2 separate regions of the Ovis aries genome follow, and region 2 is linked to region 1. Evidence: chromatin contacts called from public Hi-C data. All regions are on one chromosome and are shown on one strand. The core of a region is the stretch at or near the end of the contact, and the rest is flanking DNA. Distances in the headings are between cores, read along the strand shown. Region 1 overlaps CDC7 (cell division cycle 7). Region 2 holds the start of LOC114115646 (serine/threonine-protein kinase TAO3).

Region 1 (4,256 bases), core at 1,030-3,529:
ACTGAGAGCCTACTAACAGTGGATACATCTGGCTAAGGGAGGGAAAGGCAACTACAAGTCCAAAGACCACTTTAGGGCTATGCTGAACCTAAAGCCTGGCATTAAAATCTTGCCTTCACTTACATTTCATATGCAAGGAGAGATGAGGCATTTATTTTTCCTACAATTTGGTGTCACTCCCTATAAAATAAATTGTACCAAACAGGAAAACAGGCACCCTTACTAAGAGAGGTTTTGGCTTATATCTTCCCCCCAAAAGTAAATTAATTAAATGTAACTTAAATGTATTCACTCAACAAATATTCATTGAATACTTGCTCAATAAATGCCTCAGTCATGTCCAACTCTTTGTGACCCTATGGTCAGGGTCAGGTTCCTCTCTCCATGGAATTTTCCAGGCAGGAATACTCTGAGTGTAGCCATTCCCTTCTCCAGGGGATCCTCCTCCTGACCCACGGGTTGAACCCAGGTCTCCCACGTTGCAGGCAGAATCTTGCATCTAAGCCACCAGGGAAGCCCCTAACACTTAAATGCATTCACTCAAGAAACATTCACTGAACACTTGCTGATGCTTCTTCATAATACACAATATAGAGATGTAAAGATGCTGATATTTAACACATAGAGAGTAATAATGAGTTTTTTTTTTAAGTTTAAAAAAAATTTTTAAGGGGAGTACACATTTAATATGGCCATTTATGGAGTTTTAAAAAAAAAGTTAAAATGACAAAATGGACACTCACAGAACACCAGACATTCATTTCACTAACCGTGGGGAGAAGTGTAAAGGAGCATTGCTAATACTTGTCTAAAGATTACTCATATATGTATACATACAGTGGGGCTGGTTTTTATTTCAGTCAGAACATTAGTGTGTAGGAAGACCAGCAACATGCCAGAAGAAACAGAGAAACTTCTATCGGGTGAAAAAGCAGTAAGATGAGTGTCTAGAGAAATAAGAAGGTGGCTGGATTCCCCGGACCCCTGATCTTTTGCTTACAGACAGAGCTGAAATAACAATGTGAGGCTACAGAGCCATACATCTGTTTCTGATTTACTGTCTTAGTCTTGTCCTAGTTGGAGTCATTTCTAGATCATATGCTAGTCTTCAGAGAAGTTACAGAAGGAATTTATACTAAGGGTGAATACATGATTAAGCACAGATTAAAAAAACACACCATGAATAGAACATAGATAAGAAACGTAAGCAAAAGTTCTGATCAGGAAGAACTGTCAGATGGCTCTTTCACTTTCTGATGTGTGCCACTCACCCTTGCAGCTGACAGTTACTGTTCTGATTTCAGGATGTCAGAAGCCCATCCCTTGATTCATCTTCTTGGTTCCTGCTAGAGAGTGACTTTGGCCTTCTCTAAATCAAGTACTAGAGATGATTCTAGAAGCTATTTTATCCTTGATATCCCTTCATAAGATAGGATTTAATTTTCTAGTGCTAAATCCTTACCTTCCTCAAAGAATTGCTTCAGTAGGGTACAAGATGGAATCTGCCTAAGGGATAGGACAGCATCATATGCATTCAATTTAAAAGAGCATTTTGCTCATGGTGCATCAGGATCCTAAGCCATTCACATTTTGGGTATCCCCTGAAAGGTCTAGTGGCGAGGACTCAGCACTTCCTTGGTCAGGGAACTAAGATCCTATAAGCCCTAGCACAATGAAAAAAATTTAAAAAATAAACCATTTATGTCCATTTTGTAGTCATCTCTCTTGCCTTATAAAAGTTTTGTACACACTCTCCAAATAAATTTTTATGCTCATCCTTTTGAATTCTTTTACATACCTTGATAGTTTTTTAAAGTACTCAAAACAGAGATCTGGGAAAATTCTATTCTTTTAGTTCATTTTCCTCTATTGAGGAAAAAAAATTAGCAGGTCAGTTTAAGCACAAACTATTTTGCAGTTACTTTGTTCAGAACTTCACTTTTGTAATTTTCTCACCCAACTTGAAACTGCATTTCAAAGATCATGGCTTTTCACTTCAGATCTCTAAAATGTCACTATTTACTATATACTTGCCTTAGCACTGACCTTTGTGGTTACTTTGCTGAAACTCTTGCTGTAATTTGACACAGTATTAACTACTTCTGATTACTTACCTAGTTAGTACATGGGTGATAATACCCACCTTTCAAGAAAGGAAGATAGTTCAAACACACAATTTGACAAAATTAGGAAACGGCAACATCAGTTCTAAGAATATAGGAAAAAAATCTGAACAGACAACTGACATTTCTTCCTGGTGTTAGATAGTGTTCTTTAAAGACCACAGACAGCACGCACAGTTGTAGGCGGAAACAATCCATCTGCAGACACTGGCAGACAGCATTACCCGCCAAATTTGGCCACAGTTTCTTAAGATAAATAACTTTTCGGTGACGCGAAGGGCTGAAATTACATAAACAGCAGAAATTACTAAAACCTAAGCCTACGAGTTTTGTGGGTTTCAAGATTTCATGCAATCAATATTCTGACATCTGTAACACCATTTTGTTGCTAAAATGCTGATGCCAGAAACAGATTAACAACATTACTTGATGACTTTTGTTCTGATTTTGAAATAAACTAAGTTTAATTCTTTGGAATAACCATTCTTGAGCCACATTTTCATTTAGGTCATTAAGACAACCATAAGCATCTCCTTATAAGGAAAAGTTTCATTAAAAATGCTGGAGAGCTGCAGCCTGTTTCGAAAACCAATACTTGTAGCTTGTTACATTAATAGTTCTAGATGTCTATGGCTTATTAGATGAAAATACCCATAACAGCTTTATCTCAAGAGTCTGAGCAATAAGAATTTTAAAAAGCTGACAATGAAAAATAGCTGAATATTCTGGGAACTTACAAAATAATAGGAAATGGCATTAACTAGTTATCTTCTCAGTCCTTCCCTAGAAATGACTATTCTGTCTAATATCTTTTAGGGAGATGTCTGAGTTTATAAAATAGTCTTCAGAAGGCTGAAAAACCTGAAGAATATGAGAAGCTCTTTGCTAATCTTTATCCACAAAACAGCCAAAATTGAGGCAACATTATCTAGTTGGATTGAAATTCCCTGAGAACTAATTTGTAACACTGCATATCTTTCGGAAGACTAGCTCCCTTTTCCTTCCCTTGCATAACCACCAAATTCTATTCTTAAAAGTCGAATGTTTCAACTTTTCTATTCAAAAGACATTAATGGAAAGTTGAAACAATAACCCTGAATATTAAACTTTCTAGAGAATGTCTCCTTACTTGCATTTTTAGTAAATTTTTCTTCCTGTTAATTTTCTGAGAACATGTTGATTGTGAACCCACATTTCTATAAAAAATTATCTATCTTTCATAAATTACTCGAGTCAGGTCTACATCTGCTAATCTATTACCTATTATTTCTTTGAGAGAGAACTCATTAATGCCAGAAGGAAAATGTACCTAGTGGTCAATACTATTTTTTTAAAAAATGCATTTTTCAAATGAGTAGTTTCTGACACTGACATAAAAAATACGAGGATGACTTTATTAAACATACAAATTCAAGAACATTCTTTTTTTTTTTTTTAAGAGAAAAAACTATAGCATTAGAAGACAGCAGATCAATAACCATGGTATACAAGTATAATACTTGCCAAATGGAATATGGATTATGGCAAACTAACTTCAATGCTCAAAACAACAAAATGAATGTTAAATCCCCCTAAGTTGTATTATACTCTGTGACTACCAAGTGGGAAACTTCTCAGCAGACCTACACCCCTAGACTCAATTCCCTTAGTAAATCTGACATGTTGTCATTGATATATATATATATATGTAATTTTTTATGTCACAATACATAAACCTCTATCTTAGTTCTTTTTCTACTTTGCCTACTTCATTTAGCACTCTTTCCAATGCACCAAAGACTCTAGGAAGCGTCTTCCTCTGACCAGGACCGACTTACTCAAAATAGGATAGAGAGATCTGAATGGCTCTAGGCAGAGGAGGAATCTCCAATAACACTGTCAATTCTGTGTTCACTCTCCTTTTAGCAGCTACCTAATTATATCTATGACAAAATGCAAAAACCATATATATTCAGAGAAAAAGAAAAGCATTTTGAACTCTGAATCTTTACCTTGGTCCCACAGCTTCCCTTTATCAACACATTATTTTAACTTTCCAACTATGAACACAGGCGGTATTTAACAAAGTACCCAGAAGCCTTGGAAAGCACCACAAAATTTCCAAGGAGAATGTGTTTTAGATGTGGGTAGAGA
Region 2 (4,256 bases), core at 526-3,025, 380 kb before region 1:
ATCTTTCTTGTACACAACAGAGGAAGTGGAATTTACTGGGCTTTCATCATCATGCATCATGACAAGTTCAGAGCTGCTATCGTCCATGACCTCTTGCATGCTGTTCACGCTGCTGCCCTGGCTGCCTGTACTCACAGACATGCTGGGGATGGAATGGTTGCTGCCCAGGCTGTCCAATTCCCTGCTCAGGCTGGTTCCATGTTCACTGTCTTCTTCATCTTCCTGTGACTCATTCAAGGGTCCATTTCGTGTCTCTTGGAAAAGGATTTTTTTCATTTTCCGGTATTGTAGGTTATCTAGCTCACGAACAGCATCTTTTGTCCTCTGTATAAGGTCAATAAGGACACGAAGTGGACGGTCTCGTCGAACGAAGTCATGCTGTAACAGTTCCGCTGATGTTGGCCTTTCCTGAGGCATTTTCTGCAAGCAGTAATCAACAAATCTCCTGAAGGGATCTGTCCATTCATTAGACTGTAACGTGGGGGAGTCATTCTGGGCAATGTGATATAAGGCACTCATGGCATTCATGTTGAAAAGAGGGGGCTTCCGTTCCGCCATTTCAATGCAGGTGATCCCAAGTGACCAAATATCAACTTTCCCATCATACTGTCCTTCATCCATAGCTAAGATCACCTCTGGAGCCATCCAGTAAGGTGTGCCCACGAAGGAATTGGCAGGAGAAGCCATTGAGGCAGATCCAAAATCCGCTAGTTTCACCTGACCTGGCTCTGTTAGAAGAATGTTTCCTGCTTTAATATCCCTATGAATCAATGCATGAGAATGCAGGTAGGCTAGCCCCTGCAAGGCACCGTGAGTAATGGCAGCGATCTCCACTTCCTGAAGTGGTTTCTTATGAACTTCTAACAAATCAGAGGCTGAGCCTAAGCAATATTCCATCACCAACCAAGCAGTGTGCTCTTTCAAGTAGCAACCTTTGTATTCAATGGTATTAGGATGTCTCAATTGTTGTAGAAATTTGACTTCCTTAAGAATATCTTGCCATTTCTCATGTGCCTGCTTCCCACTATAGGACATTTTCTTAATCGCCACCACCTCATTGGTGTGAGCATTTGTGGCAAAATAAACTGCTCCAAAACTTCCATGTCCAATTTCATGTAAACCAATAAAAAGTTCTTCAGGATCATCTTTATAGAACAGATCAGCAATCTCTGGGTCTCGTGGCACGCCTTTCCGCATGATGACCAATATGTGCAAACACTTTGCTTTTGAAATCCCAATCAGCTTTCTCTCTCATTGACAAATATTTGAGGGGGGAGGGTGTAAAATTTCAGTACCTTTTCATATATGGGACAAAATATACTGTATTGTTCAGAGTCATTATAGCAGCAATCTTTTTTTTTCTCTTTTATAACTTCAGTCTTTTGTATTTATGGTGCACCTTTGTTGGCAGAGTAATGTCTCTCCTTTCCAGCACACTGTCTAGGTTTGTCATCACTTTCCTGCCATGAAGCAATGGTCTTCTGATTTCATGGCTGCAGCCACCATCTCAGACCTGCTGTCACCACCCCGGGCCCCGCGTCGCCGCCGCCGCTTCCTCTCTCACACTTGCTCCCGAGTCGCTCTTCTGCCGCTTGTTCCCCGGTGAATACCTGGGTCCAGTCACTGAGTGTCCGGTCCAGCAGCGCAGAGCGTCCGCCTGCGGTCTCCGCGTCGGGTCCCACTCTCGCGCGCAAGACCCCAATGCCGCCGTCGCCACCGGGCGCCTCACGGACCCTCCCGCGGCAGCCGCTGCTGCTGTCCGAGGTGCGGCTCCTGCCAGGGGTGCTGTCTCTACTTTTTAATATGCTGTCCAGGTTGGTCATAGCTTTTCTTCCAAGAAGCAAGTGTCTTTTAATTTCATGGCTGCGGTCACCATCTGCAGTGATTTTTGGAGCCAAGAAAATGAGTCTCTCACTGTTTCCATTGTTTCCCATCTATTTGGCATAAAGTGATGGGACTGGATGCCATGATCTTTGTTTTTTGAATGTTGAGTTTTAAACCAGCTTTTTCACTCTCCTCTTTCACTTTCATCAAGAGGCTCTTTAGTTCCTCTTTGGTTTCTGCCGTAAGGGTGGTGTTATTTGCATATCTGAGGTTATTGATATTTGCCCCAGCCATCTTGATTCCAGCTTGTGCTTCATCCAATCTGACATTTTGCATGATGTACTCTGCATATAAGTTAAATAAGCAGGATGACAATATACAGCCCTGATGTACTCCTTTCCCAATTTGAACCAGTCCATTGTTCCATGTCCAGTCCTAACTGTTGCTTCTTAACCTGCAAACAGATTTCTCAGGAGACAGATCATGTGGCCTGGTATTCCCATCTCTTGGAAGAATTTTTCACAGTTTGTTTAATCTCTGGAGCCTGAGATTGTGACTTTATTTAGGAAAAAAAGATCTTTGCAGATGTAATTAAGGATCTCCAAATGCTAACATCCTGGATTATCTGCATGGGCCCTAAATCCAATGACAAGTGATTTTATAATAAACACAGAAAAAAGAGGAGAAGGAGATGTGAAGACAGTCACAGAGACTGGAGTGATGCTGCCACTAGGAATGTCTGGAACCACAAGATGCTGGACCAGGCAAGGAAGGATTCTTGCTGGAGCCTCCAGAGGGAGAGCAGCTCTGTTGACACCTTGTTTTCAGATTTCTGGCCACTAGGGTAGTAAAAAACTAAGTTTGTTGTTTTAAGCCATCAAGTTTGTGGCAATTTATTAAGACAGTCACAGGAAACTAATACAGAAAGGGAGGCATCCAGGATGACCCTCAGGTTTCTGGGTGTTTGATGTCATTTACTGAGTTGAGGAAGTATGGGCTTGCAGGTTGTTCGAGGGGCATCAAAAGTTCTAATTTGGCAAAACAGATAAACAACGTCTTTCAACAAGGTATAGTACAGGAAACCATATTCAATATCTCATAATAACCTATAGTGGAAAAGTATCTGAAAAAGAATATATGTATATACAACTGAATCACTTTCCTATACACCCGAAACTAACACAACTTTGTAAATCAACTATACTTCAATTTAAATTAAGAAAAAAAAGAAAAGAAAAATTAGCTAGTTTGGCAAAGATGTAGAAAATTGGGACCCTGTGCACTGTTGATGGGAATGTAGAGTTGGTGCAGCTACTATGGAAACAATATGGTATCTCCTCAATTAAAAATAGAATTATCATAGGATCAAAAAAGTTCTAATTTGGATGTGTTAAATTTGAAATGCTTGCAAGATGTCCAAGCAGAGAAAGGTCAGTACGTAGGTGGATGGATGGAGGAGGCTGGAGCTCAGAGGAAGGGTCAAGAGGGAAGGTATAAACTCATTGTCAGCATACAGATTAAATTTAAACCACAGGAAATGATGTATTGTCTTAGAGAGTGAACCATAGAATCTTGGAAGATTTGTGAATGGCCGTGTGTGATATTTCAGTCCATTTGTGGGAAATTCCTCAATCCTTTGCCTCTTTTTTTTTTTTCTCACTTCTGCTGCCCACAGGTTGGAAGAGAGGCAAGTGGTAGAAAGAGCATGGTTGACTGGGAAGGCAGTGTAACTTCAGGGCAAAACAATGCCATTCTACCTTCCCAAATAATTTATCTGTTGACTGATGGGTGGCTTTTCACCATTAGAGATTTTTTTTAGGTTTTGAAATGAAAAGAATCTTTGGAAGAAGTCACGTGTCACCTTTTCCTTTACGTCTACCTCAATGAGAGTTTGTTTATCAGATGCTTTACTCAGAGCAGGTTATGACCTGGTGGTGACAGGAGTATGAGAGAACAAAAGCATAAAGCCTGGGGCTTAAGCTGGGCTAGCTAAGTAGAAACAGGCAACCAGAAAAAGCGAAACCCTGAAGCTTGGCCATGCCTGGTCCATTGTGTTGCCAGGGAGGGTGAGAGCAGCGAAAGAAAATTCTTTCTCTGCCCCCAAACTCACATTCAGACTTCCTTCCTTCACCCCTTGGAGTACCACTGATGGAAGCTGAGCTGACGTCTCCTTCTCCAGAAAGAAGAGAAAAGTCAGAGAAACACCAGTGGCACACAGCAGATGGTTTCCCACAATGACAAGAGGAAATCCATTGCATGGACTCCACAGCCTTCTAATAAGGACTGTTCTGACGTTTCTGTTCTCTCCAAGGTGAAGGCTACTTCCACTGGCCTGTTGATGTTACCTTCTCTTGTCTCCATGGCTACCATCATCAGTCCAGCATCAGCCTGCTGGGACCTCCAAGGTGCTCAAGCCTGGCTGGACTCCCTGC

Evidence for each region. A called contact is a pair of places that touch in the nucleus more often than the background predicts.
Region 2: a contact with region 1 is called in a Hi-C map of blood, with 6 times the contacts expected there. The contact joins the promoter of LOC114115646 here to the enhancer-like site in region 1. A contact is called at or near these places in 8 of 16 Hi-C or Micro-C datasets (blood, hypothalamus, liver and 3 more).

The regions. Positions count from the first base shown.
Region 1 is chr1:68,818,019-68,822,274 of ARS-UI_Ramb_v3.0, reverse strand. CDC7 (cell division cycle 7) reads right to left here. Exons shown (of 13, transcript XM_042250927.2): 13 at 3,497-4,256. Among named protein-coding and RNA genes, the nearest start is that of CDC7, 28 kb to the right of the region's middle. Within about 2 kb of position 2,279, at least 4 of the 54 cell types and tissues checked have an H3K27ac peak or open chromatin away from gene starts, as enhancers often do.
Region 2 is chr1:69,195,356-69,199,611 of ARS-UI_Ramb_v3.0, reverse strand. LOC114115646 (serine/threonine-protein kinase TAO3) reads right to left here and starts at 1,775. Exons shown (of 2, transcript XM_027972031.3): 1 at 1,611-1,775; 2 at 1-1,399. The coding sequence starts at 1,197.